Linked DNA regions of Sus scrofa: region 2 is linked to region 1. Evidence: chromatin contacts called from public HiChIP or PLAC-seq data. All regions are on one chromosome and are shown on one strand. Each heading gives the region's core, a stretch centred on a gene start, on an enhancer-like site or on the middle of the called end of the contact. The rest is flanking DNA. Distances are from core to core; before and after follow the strand shown. Region 1 has its middle 19 kb from the start of WNT16. Region 2 overlaps TSPAN12 (tetraspanin 12).

Region 1 (4,677 bases), core at 1,189-3,688:
TGCCACTTCTTCAGCTGGGCCTTGGACAGCAGCGAGTGCACATAAATTAGGAGGTGCAGAATAAAGTACCAGATTTTACCTTTTCCAAAGCATTCCTCGGAAGCGTTCTTTTGCTCTCTTTTCCCAGGATGACCTTTCTGCTGTGTGCTTGGCTTTTGATTGTCCCATGTCAGTAGCTCCTTAATCTCTGTTCCCCTCAAAGCTCCCCCAGTGTAACCTGGCCTCATCTTCTCCTGTTGCTCTCTTCCTCCACCACCCCTTTCTTGTAGTTCAGTGAAAATCCAAGGTTAGATAGAGCGAAAAGCAGGCAGGCCCGGCCCGGGAGGATCCGGGAGCCGCAAAGGAGGGTGCGGCCAGCCCACTGAAAGCCCTACTGGAATCTAAGAGACTGCCTGCCCCAGAACCGTCCCCCCGTCCAGTGAGGGGCAGACAGCCAGCAGGCAGCTGTATTACAGAAACACTTTCTCACTAGAATGTCTCTGGTAGGAATGCTTTCAAAGGAAGGGGGATTGACAGCTCTTTGGTCAGGGACCGAAGAGAGGTTTCTCTTGGGTTTGTTCCAAGGGTAGATTATAAGCCACCTCAGCACTGCAAAGACGCTCTTCCCAGAATAGCTGGTTCACAGGTACAGTGGCTTGCCATCACTGAGCTTCCCTGTTGCCCTCTGCAGAAACCGTGCCCACCGCTGGAGCACACTGACTATTGAAAGAACAAGTTGAGGAGTTCCCGTCGTGGCGCAGTGGTTAACGAATCCAACTAGGAACCATGAGGTTGCGGGTTCGGTCCCTGCCCTTGCTCAGTGGGTTAACGATCTGGCGTTGCCGTGAGCTGTGGTGTAGGTTGCAGACGCGGCTCAGATCCTGCGTTGCTGTGGCTCTGGCGTAGGCCGGTGGCTACAGCTCCGATTCAACCCCTAGCCTGGGAACCTCCATATGCCGCGGGAGCGGCCCAAGAAATAGCAACAACAACAACAACAAAAAAGACAAAAAGACCAAAAAAAAAAAAAAAAAAGGAAAGAACAAGTTGAACCTGAATCGGTAAAAGATACTCCCTTTTACTAAGGGAAATTGATTTATGAACCTACACGCTCCTAATGGTCCATATAATCAGCCCATACTGTTTCACTCCATTGCCAGAGAGGAGCAGGGCCTGAAATCCTATTAAAGAGGAGAGAATCCTGTAATGAGACAGCGTAGCCTCCTGGCAAAGAGTACACAGACCTGCCTGAGTATGTGTCTCTGTTCTGCCATCGGTTCCACGAGGACCTTGAGAAAGTCAAGATCCTCCCCTGTAAAACTGGGATAGAACCATTCGTTTGTGGGGTCTACCACCAACGTGCCTGGCACAAACTACTCTTGAAATGCAGCTGCTGCATTTCTACTATTGCTGCCTGTGTCTTCTTGGGGCTAGTTACGTGTTAGCAATAGAGGAACGTTAGGTCAGCCTCTGAAGCTGTCCAACCCCATCATGCCAGGTGTGATGGTCTGAATATTTGTGTCCCCTCGGAATTCACCTGTTGAAACCTAATCGCCAATGTGATGCTTTGGGGAGATGGGTGGGGCCTCTGGGCGGTGGCTAAGTCCTGATGGTGCAGCCTTCACCAATGGAATTAGGGCCCTTAAGAAAGAGACCCTGGAGAGCTCCGGGCTGGGCCCTTCTGCCGTGGGAGTCATCTGTGCACCAGGGAGCGGGCCCTTTCCAGACGCCGAATCTGTTGACACCTTGGTCTTGGACATCCCAGTCTCCAGAACTGTAGGAAAGAAAGTGCTGTTTATAAGCTACCTTAGTGTATGGTGGGTGGTGTGTTACAGCCGCCCAGACAGACCAGGACACCAAACCTAAAGGGAACCATTCAACGACCCGGGCAGTAAGGTCTTGAGACAGGATGCGGCTATTCCACGGAGGTTGGCCTTGACCTCCAGGACCCTGACTGTGTACTCCCTCCCTTTTCACTCTGCTCACACTAGCACTAAACTTTTCATATGCAGAATTCAAGCTTTTGTGTATCTTCATGCCACTAGCACTTCAAAGAATCATATGATAGAGTTCTCCTTTCTGTCCCACCCCCCTCCCCCGGGAGACTATGAAATTATGTGACTCGGGTTAAGGGTTAAGGATCCGGTGTTGCCATGAGCTGTGGTGTAGGTTGCAGACACTGCTCGGATCCCGCTTTGCTGTGGCTCTGGTGTAGGCCGGCGGCTACAGCTCCAATTCGACCCCTAGCCTGGGAAGCTCCATATGCTGCGGAAGCAGCCCAAGAAATGGCAAAAAGAAAAAAAAAAAAAAAGAAATTGCGTGACTTCAGCTAGAGGCAGGGAATGTTTTCTGATTATTTCCTGCGACAGCAGCTGGTCGAGGCGTCTCATAGGAGAGCCCTGTGCGGAAGCCCCAGCCTGGGAGAGCACACGTCCTCCAAACTCCACCCAACTCCTGCCACAGGGCGGGGCGGGACAGTCACCAGATCAGAGGAGATGCTGGGACTTGGCGGACCCCTGCGCACACCAGTGTCGACTGGGGAAAGAAAAAAATCACAGCCTAAAAGTTGAAAGTTACGTTTTATTCACTGGACATTCTGAGGATTTCTGGCCCAGGACACAGCATCTCATATAAGACTGAGAAACTGTTCTGAAGAAGTGAAGGGGGTGAGGGTGGAGTGGGGCCAGGATATATAGGAGGTCTTGTAACAAAAAGCCAGTTGGTTGGAACATCAAAAGATTATTGTTAAAGAAAACCGGACATTTCAGGTGAAGGAGTTGAGCAGTTTTCTATGTATGGGAGGGAAGATGCAGAGTGGGCTCAGGGAAACCAGTCCTTTGGCATGTGCCTCGGCCACCTGGGGTCAGTATCCTGTGTTTTCTCATCCAGAGGCTCCTCAGGGTCACTGTGAAGGGGGCTGTAGCATTCTCTTTCCGTCCAGAGTTCCCTCGGGGCTCCCCGGGGGCTGTAATGTGATGGCTCGCTGGCTGCAGCATCTGTTGTTTCCTGATACTGCGGGCGAAATTATAGTTCACACCGGCATGTGCTTCATGCTCAGAGGGCCTGCGAAGGTTCTCACCCACCAGCCGGGCTGCCTGGGCAAGAGAGGAATCTTGAATGGGAACTCTGAAACCCTTTTTTGGTTTCTGGGATCAACATTTTTTCTTAAGAGTCTGTTATTTGAAATGTGCTCATTTGACTTTCAAACACACCTTCAACAACGCATTATGTGTTCAAGTGTCATCCTGCTCGCATACCTACCGCATAGCATAGGTGCTGTTGCTCCTGCTTGGATGTCACCTTGGACAAGTGCAGGACGGGGCTGGTAACTCCTTATGCATCATTGGTGGAATGAGACGGCCGATTTGGGAACCGGCTTCTGCATTCCCCATGCATAGTGGGAACCTGATTAAAGGAGTGCTGTGTGCTTCATTTGATAAGAACAGAAATGAACTCCTAAGAAGATGTCCTGCAAGTCCAAGCTCTGAGAGATTTGAAAGCAAACTGCTGAAGAGTAGAGGTAGGACTAAGTTCAATTGTGGGTAAGGCCGTCAGCCAGGGGCTTGGGGTTCTCACGGGTCGGCCTGCGGGGAAGAAGACAAAGAGTCGACGGTGAGGATTTTCCTTAGGCGTGAGGACTGAACTTTCGTACCCTTGACCAAGGGGGTGCCCCTGCCCCAGATAACTCTCTTCTCCCCTGGCAGAGGACCTGAGCTCTCGCCTGACTTCTACAGAAATCTGAAACCTTTGCCTTGGAAACGGGGTGGAAAGCCAATTCTTGTGGAACTGTTAACACCTTGCAAGGATGTGTGAAAATCCTATTATTGGGGGGAAAAAATCCCATTATGGAAATACCCTGAAGAAGTCTCCCTGTGATTCTCTGGCACTGGGGGTGTGGGACATGGGCGAAGTGACAGGAGTTGAGGCAATTGAAATTTGGGGATTGTAGTTCCTACATTAGGGTCCACAAATTTTAGAGAGTAGTTTCTTAAGAAATGGTAAATTGCGCGTTTGGGGGAAGAAAGAGCATTCAAGCTCACAGAGGGAAGAGTTTTTTTCCTCAAAAATTTATCTTCAGCCGGCATCCATGAAATAGAGGGCATGCTGAGGGGTATCTGTCACGCTCGCTTCTTCCGTTGTCCCGTTTTGCTGTTGAACCGTATGCCATCTCGCGCCCTGCTGGCATAGGGCCTTGTGAGGAGCGAACATGTGTTGTTTGCCAAGGGGATCAAGCAGTTAAAATGGATGGGACTTTAAATGTACAAGTATAATTCAATAAAGCTGGGGCAAAATAAAAACAATACCATTGACAAAATGTTTAAAACATTTTTTTAAAGGAAAGGGTAGCTGACGTATTAGAAACAAATGGGAAATGATTGGCTTTCAATTTGTTTATTTACACCTTTCCTTGGTTTATGAGGAGCTCGAGGTGTGATTAAATAGGCACTTAAATGTAGTGATATTCCTCTTTTATCAAAGAGTCATTAGGGGCTACAAGGGCCACCCTTCCTTTTTCTTGGCTAAACAGGCCCAGGTGGATTTGAGCTGTTTTTACTGACGTGCAGCAGGAAGGCTTCTTGGCCTCTTTGAAAGTGAACGGCCCTCAGGGTTAGAACAGAGCACAACAGAGGGCAACAGGCAGCCCTGTCCCCCCTTCTCCCTGCTCTTCCAAATCTCGCACATGAATCAGATGCTTTCATT
Region 2 (4,677 bases), core at 1,626-4,125, 470 kb after region 1:
TACACCACAGCCTCAGCAACACCAGATCTGAGCCGCGTCTGCGACCTACACCACAGCTCATGGCCACGCTGGGTCCTCTAACCCACTGAGCGAGGCCAGGGATCGAACCTGCCTGTCCTTATGAATACTAGTGGGATTTGTTACTGCTGAGCCACAGTGGGAATTCCCTAGGGAAGTTTCAAGGGGGAAAAGGGATAAGGGCACATATTTAATCTACCTTCTTTAGAGGGAAACCCTGGGGAATGGGAGAGGTGTCAGGGAACCAGATCCTTTTTACAAATAAATATTTCTTTAAGAAAAGGTCTCCTTGAGATTTTACTATTTTGTCTGCACACATAGAAGGAAATGAAATAATCTTTAAAAGGGGAAATGAATCACCTTTATTTCTGTTGGAAGATGCTTTACTTACAGGTCACCAAGGGTTAAATAGGGAGGTGGGATTTCATGCTTTTATCCTCTCAAATGTTTCTAGTGGACAAAGGGACTAATAAACTGTGCTGTTCTTGGTAGTCTGTGGTCAACCTTGGTTGAACATAACAGACAAATTGATTTCAGTATTTTTAAAGCAGAAGTTAGGTTTCCTACCCTCCACACCCTTCCTGCTTTAGTTTCCTAATAAGGATGTTTTGAAAAATACCAGCCATCATCTCATAGGACAGGGATTTTACTAAAGATTTTACCAAATAGCTTGTGGGATTAGATGTCCTTTAGTGGGAGTGTCACTGATAATCTTTAGAAGGACAAGAACAATTTTGTTCACTGTCATTCCCCAGTCACAGTTACACCCATCCAAGAAATATGCATTGAGTATGTGTGCCATGCCAGGCAGTATGTTAAGTATTTAAAACCTAATGATACCTCTTGTACTCTTGGAGTTTATATTGATATGGTTAATAAAGGCAACCTTTAGGTAGGGCTTGCTGTGGAACAGTGCTTTACCTGATTAAATCCTCAGTGCAGAGTTCCCTTTGTGGCTCAGCAGGATAGGAACCTGACAGAGTGTCTGTGAGGATGTGAGTTTGATCCCTGGCCTTTCTCACTGGGTTAAGGATCCAGCATTTCTGCAAGCCGGGGGTAGGTCATGGATGTGGGTCGGATCTGGCCTGGCTGTGGCTGTGGTGTAGGTCGGCAGCTGCAGCTCTGATTCAAGAGCTAGCCCAGGAACTTGCGCATGCTGCAGGTGTAGCCATAAAAAGAAAAAGAAAAAAGAAAGGAAAAAAAAAAAAAAAGAATCCTCAGTGCAACACTGCAAGGTAATTTTAATATTCTTATTTTACAAATGAGGAAACTGAGGCTTAGTAGTTTGCCCAGGGTCATCCAACTGGTGTGTAAAGGAGCCAGAATCTGAAGCCAAGTCTTTTTTATTTTAAAGCTCATGTTCTTCTATTTGAATAGCTGAAAAAAAAAAAAAAGTCCACAAAGCAATTTCACATATAGTGTTTTATCTCATCTTCTGTTATCTCACCCAGTGAGGACACTCATTTTTGAACTGAAAGGTAATTATTCTCAGCTTGAGAGGTTGATGGGAAAAAAAAAATCACTAATTAATTGCATCATCTTGAGGATATATCTTATTATCAGCTTGCCTTACTTGGTGCAGTTTTTTCATGAACATATGTTTTGGGATAAAACATTCATAAAATGCAAATTTTAGTTTAATTACAGTAGAAGAACTTAGCTGTTTTAAGGAAGTCTGTATTGAATACATTTTAAACAAATAAAATAGTTTGTAATGCAAATAATTGCACTCTAATTTCCTTGTATAAACATGCTTTCTCAGGCTTCATTTGTTTAAAATGTTTGGCTGATAGTAGCTCAGGAAAGCTGGGGCCTGTCTGCGTATTGTTCCTTTTCTTTAACTATGTAAATTGTCTTTAATGTTTAAAAGTGCACTGAATTATCATAGTATAACCCTCCAAAAAGACATGTAGTAAAACAGAAGGGCAGTATTTAAAATGGAAATGTGTAAGCAGAAGTCAGGGGAGTCTAATGTTAACAAGAAACTTGGAGCTCAAATTAGAGAAATTGAAGGCCATCTGAAATTTTTTTTTTTCCCAGTTGGTAAACTGATCATTATTTCCACCAACGTTTATTGAACACCTGCTGGGTGACAGGTTCTCCTCAGGCACTGGGGATAAAATAATGTTTCAGAACAAGATCCCTGCCAGCCAGAACCGATGGCCTAGCAAGTAAGTGAGAATAGGGACTTGTGGATGAGGCAGCCAATCGATTAAAAGCCAAAGCCCCTGAGACTTGATGTACAGGAGACAGAGCTACCCTGATACTCGGGGCCGGGGTGGGGGGGGAGGAGAATAGTAAAGAACAAGAGATGAGACACTGGAAAACAAGGGGGCACATTACAGGGAGTGAAGGGCATATCCAGTAGGAAGGGCTAAGTCCCCATTGGATTGTATTTCACAAACCAGGTCAGAATAGCATTTGCATAATGCTTTACATATTCAAAATTAAAAAATTTCCAAACTACTTTCCCATGTGTCAAATCAACCTTGGTGATAATGGAGAAGAAGGCTCTATTTTTAGCTTCATCGTGCTGATGAGCAGACTGATGGTAGGGCAGCTTAATGACTTTCCAGAGAACACAGAGTGTGTTTTAGAGCTGGATTTGAACTTGAATCCACTGACTCCAGGTTCAGAGCTCTTGCCGCCGTTCTGAGACAGCACTCACTGGGGAGAAGGGCTGGTGCAGACCCTCAACAAACCACGTGTGCTGCCAAAGGAAGAGCTTGAGAGACACATGCTGACCTCAGGCGAGAGAGGCACAGATTTCAATCATGTTGAGGACAACAGACGGTTTTGTGGTGCAATATGATCTGTGTGTACACTTCCTACCACAACGAAGCACAGCGGGAGCTGTTGCTTAATTCTTTGCTGGTTTTGTTCTACTTAAACTGTGGATTAACACCAGGTTTTATAGATGCCTGAGACAGACCCAGCCCTTAAACTAAACAGTGACTGCCTGCATTCTCTGTGCATCAAATATGAGGCTGACTTTATTTAGGGCTCAGAGCTCACTAAAAGAGAACCTGTAGACGTAAATGCAATTCATCTACCTATTTTGTTGTCTTTTTTTTTTTTTTTTTTGCTATTTCTTGGGCCGCTCCAGCAGCATGTGGAGGTTCTCAGGCTAGGGGTCCAATCGGAGCTGTAGCCACCGGCCTACACCAGAGCCACAGCAACGAGGGATCTGAGCCGCATCTGCAACCTACACCACAGCTCACGGCAACGCCGGATCCTTAACCCACTGAGCAAGGGCAGGGACCGAACCCGCAACCTCATGGTTCCTAGTCGGATTTGTTAACCACTGCACCACGACGGGAACTCCCATCTACCTATTTTGTATTAAGGATAGATTTGACATTTAAAATTTTCCTTGAAATCAGAAGACAGGATGGAGGAGACCAATATAGTGTCGACAAAGCAAAGACAGCTGACCGTGAAGCTGTAGCACCACCTGCAAAAAAGTTTTAGTCGAATTACATTTTTTAGACTTAATTTGCTCCAAGGATATTTTGTAATGTTGAGGAAACTTGTATTTTCCATCTCAAGGTCTAATAAATCTGTGCCCCTGACTGTAAGTAGAATAAAGACAGAGGAAGTGCTTTATATGGGATGAATTTCGCATGAGACCATCAGAGCCGAAAGATGCATTTTCCCAGTTGAAAGAGTGTCCAGCTCATATGGATGTTTACCCCTTCTCTCCCACGATGGATCATCTTAGCTTTGAGTTCGTAATGAGACATTGTTTAAAATCTACGTGCTTTACATATGCATTCCTGGAGTGGCTTATGTTATGGTTTTGCTTGTTCATTGGAAGGCTTACTTTAGGAAGTCATGTTGATGCCATGCCTGTAGTTTACACTGTCTTTTGAATCCACCAGCCTGGACAGCTACAAGCTATTGCATGTATGTAACTTTTAGGCACTCACGTATATGTACATCTATGCCTTTCTGCTGGTGCAGCAGAGACATCTTCAGTCAGGGGACAAGAAATGGAAATGAAATGTAAAAGGCTTAAAAATCCATCCAGAAATCTGCATGGTGGTCCCCAGGCAACGTCAAATTCACATCCATGCCCAAGTTTCCTCTTTGGACAGATCCTACCTTTTCGGTTTTTCTTGGTTTTCATTGTAACTAGAAGTCAATTTTGAAAAGAATTTACTTTAGAGATCTGAGAAGGCAAAAGTATCCCATGGTGTAATTTTTTTCCCTAGAATCTCACTCTCTCCTAGAGACTTATCAAAGATAAGAAAATTTATCCAGCATACAGTTATTGAACATTTGGTCTTTTTGTAACATAAGGCGTGAATGCAGTATTGTTCATGTCGAGACATCTCTTCAGCAAAGTACCAAGGAGAATGTGGAGAAAAGCTGACTTGGAGTACTGTGTTCACAAAATCTCTTTTTCTTATTTTAAGGCCAAGATCTTCAAAGTCAGGTAATACTTGGAAATGAGATCTGAGTAGATTGAAGCTGATCAGGAATCCTGTATGTGCTGAAAATAAAGGGGCTTATAAAATGGGATCCTCTTAAGAAACCATTACTGTATCTTTTGTATCAAATTATTATTTTTAAACATGTTTGTCTAAGAGATTTTATAGCTATTATTTTCTTTATTTTGCATATGAAAGAAGCCTATTAAAACTGATATCAGTAATT

What was found. HiChIP or PLAC-seq counts read pairs in DNA pulled down with a chosen protein or histone mark.
Region 2: a contact with region 1 is called in an H3K27ac HiChIP or PLAC-seq map of alveolar macrophages. The contact joins two enhancer-like sites. A contact is called at or near these places in 1 of 47 Hi-C or Micro-C datasets (embryonic fibroblasts) and 1 of 2 datasets of contacts at active chromatin or transcription factors (alveolar macrophages).

Annotation. Positions count from the first base shown.
Region 1 is chr18:25,612,378-25,617,054 of Sscrofa11.1, forward strand. No RefSeq gene overlaps it. Among named protein-coding and RNA genes, the nearest start is that of WNT16, 19 kb to the right of the region's middle. Within about 2 kb of position 2,439, at least 2 of the 83 cell types and tissues checked have an H3K27ac peak or open chromatin away from gene starts, as enhancers often do. A contact at or near this core is called in alveolar macrophages, where this site is marked.
Region 2 is chr18:26,079,411-26,084,087 of Sscrofa11.1, forward strand. The region is part of intron 5 of TSPAN12 (tetraspanin 12); the gene reads left to right. Among named protein-coding and RNA genes, the nearest start is that of TSPAN12, 35 kb to the left of the region's middle. Within about 2 kb of position 2,876, at least 3 of the 83 cell types and tissues checked have an H3K27ac peak or open chromatin away from gene starts, as enhancers often do. A contact at or near this core is called in alveolar macrophages, where this site is marked.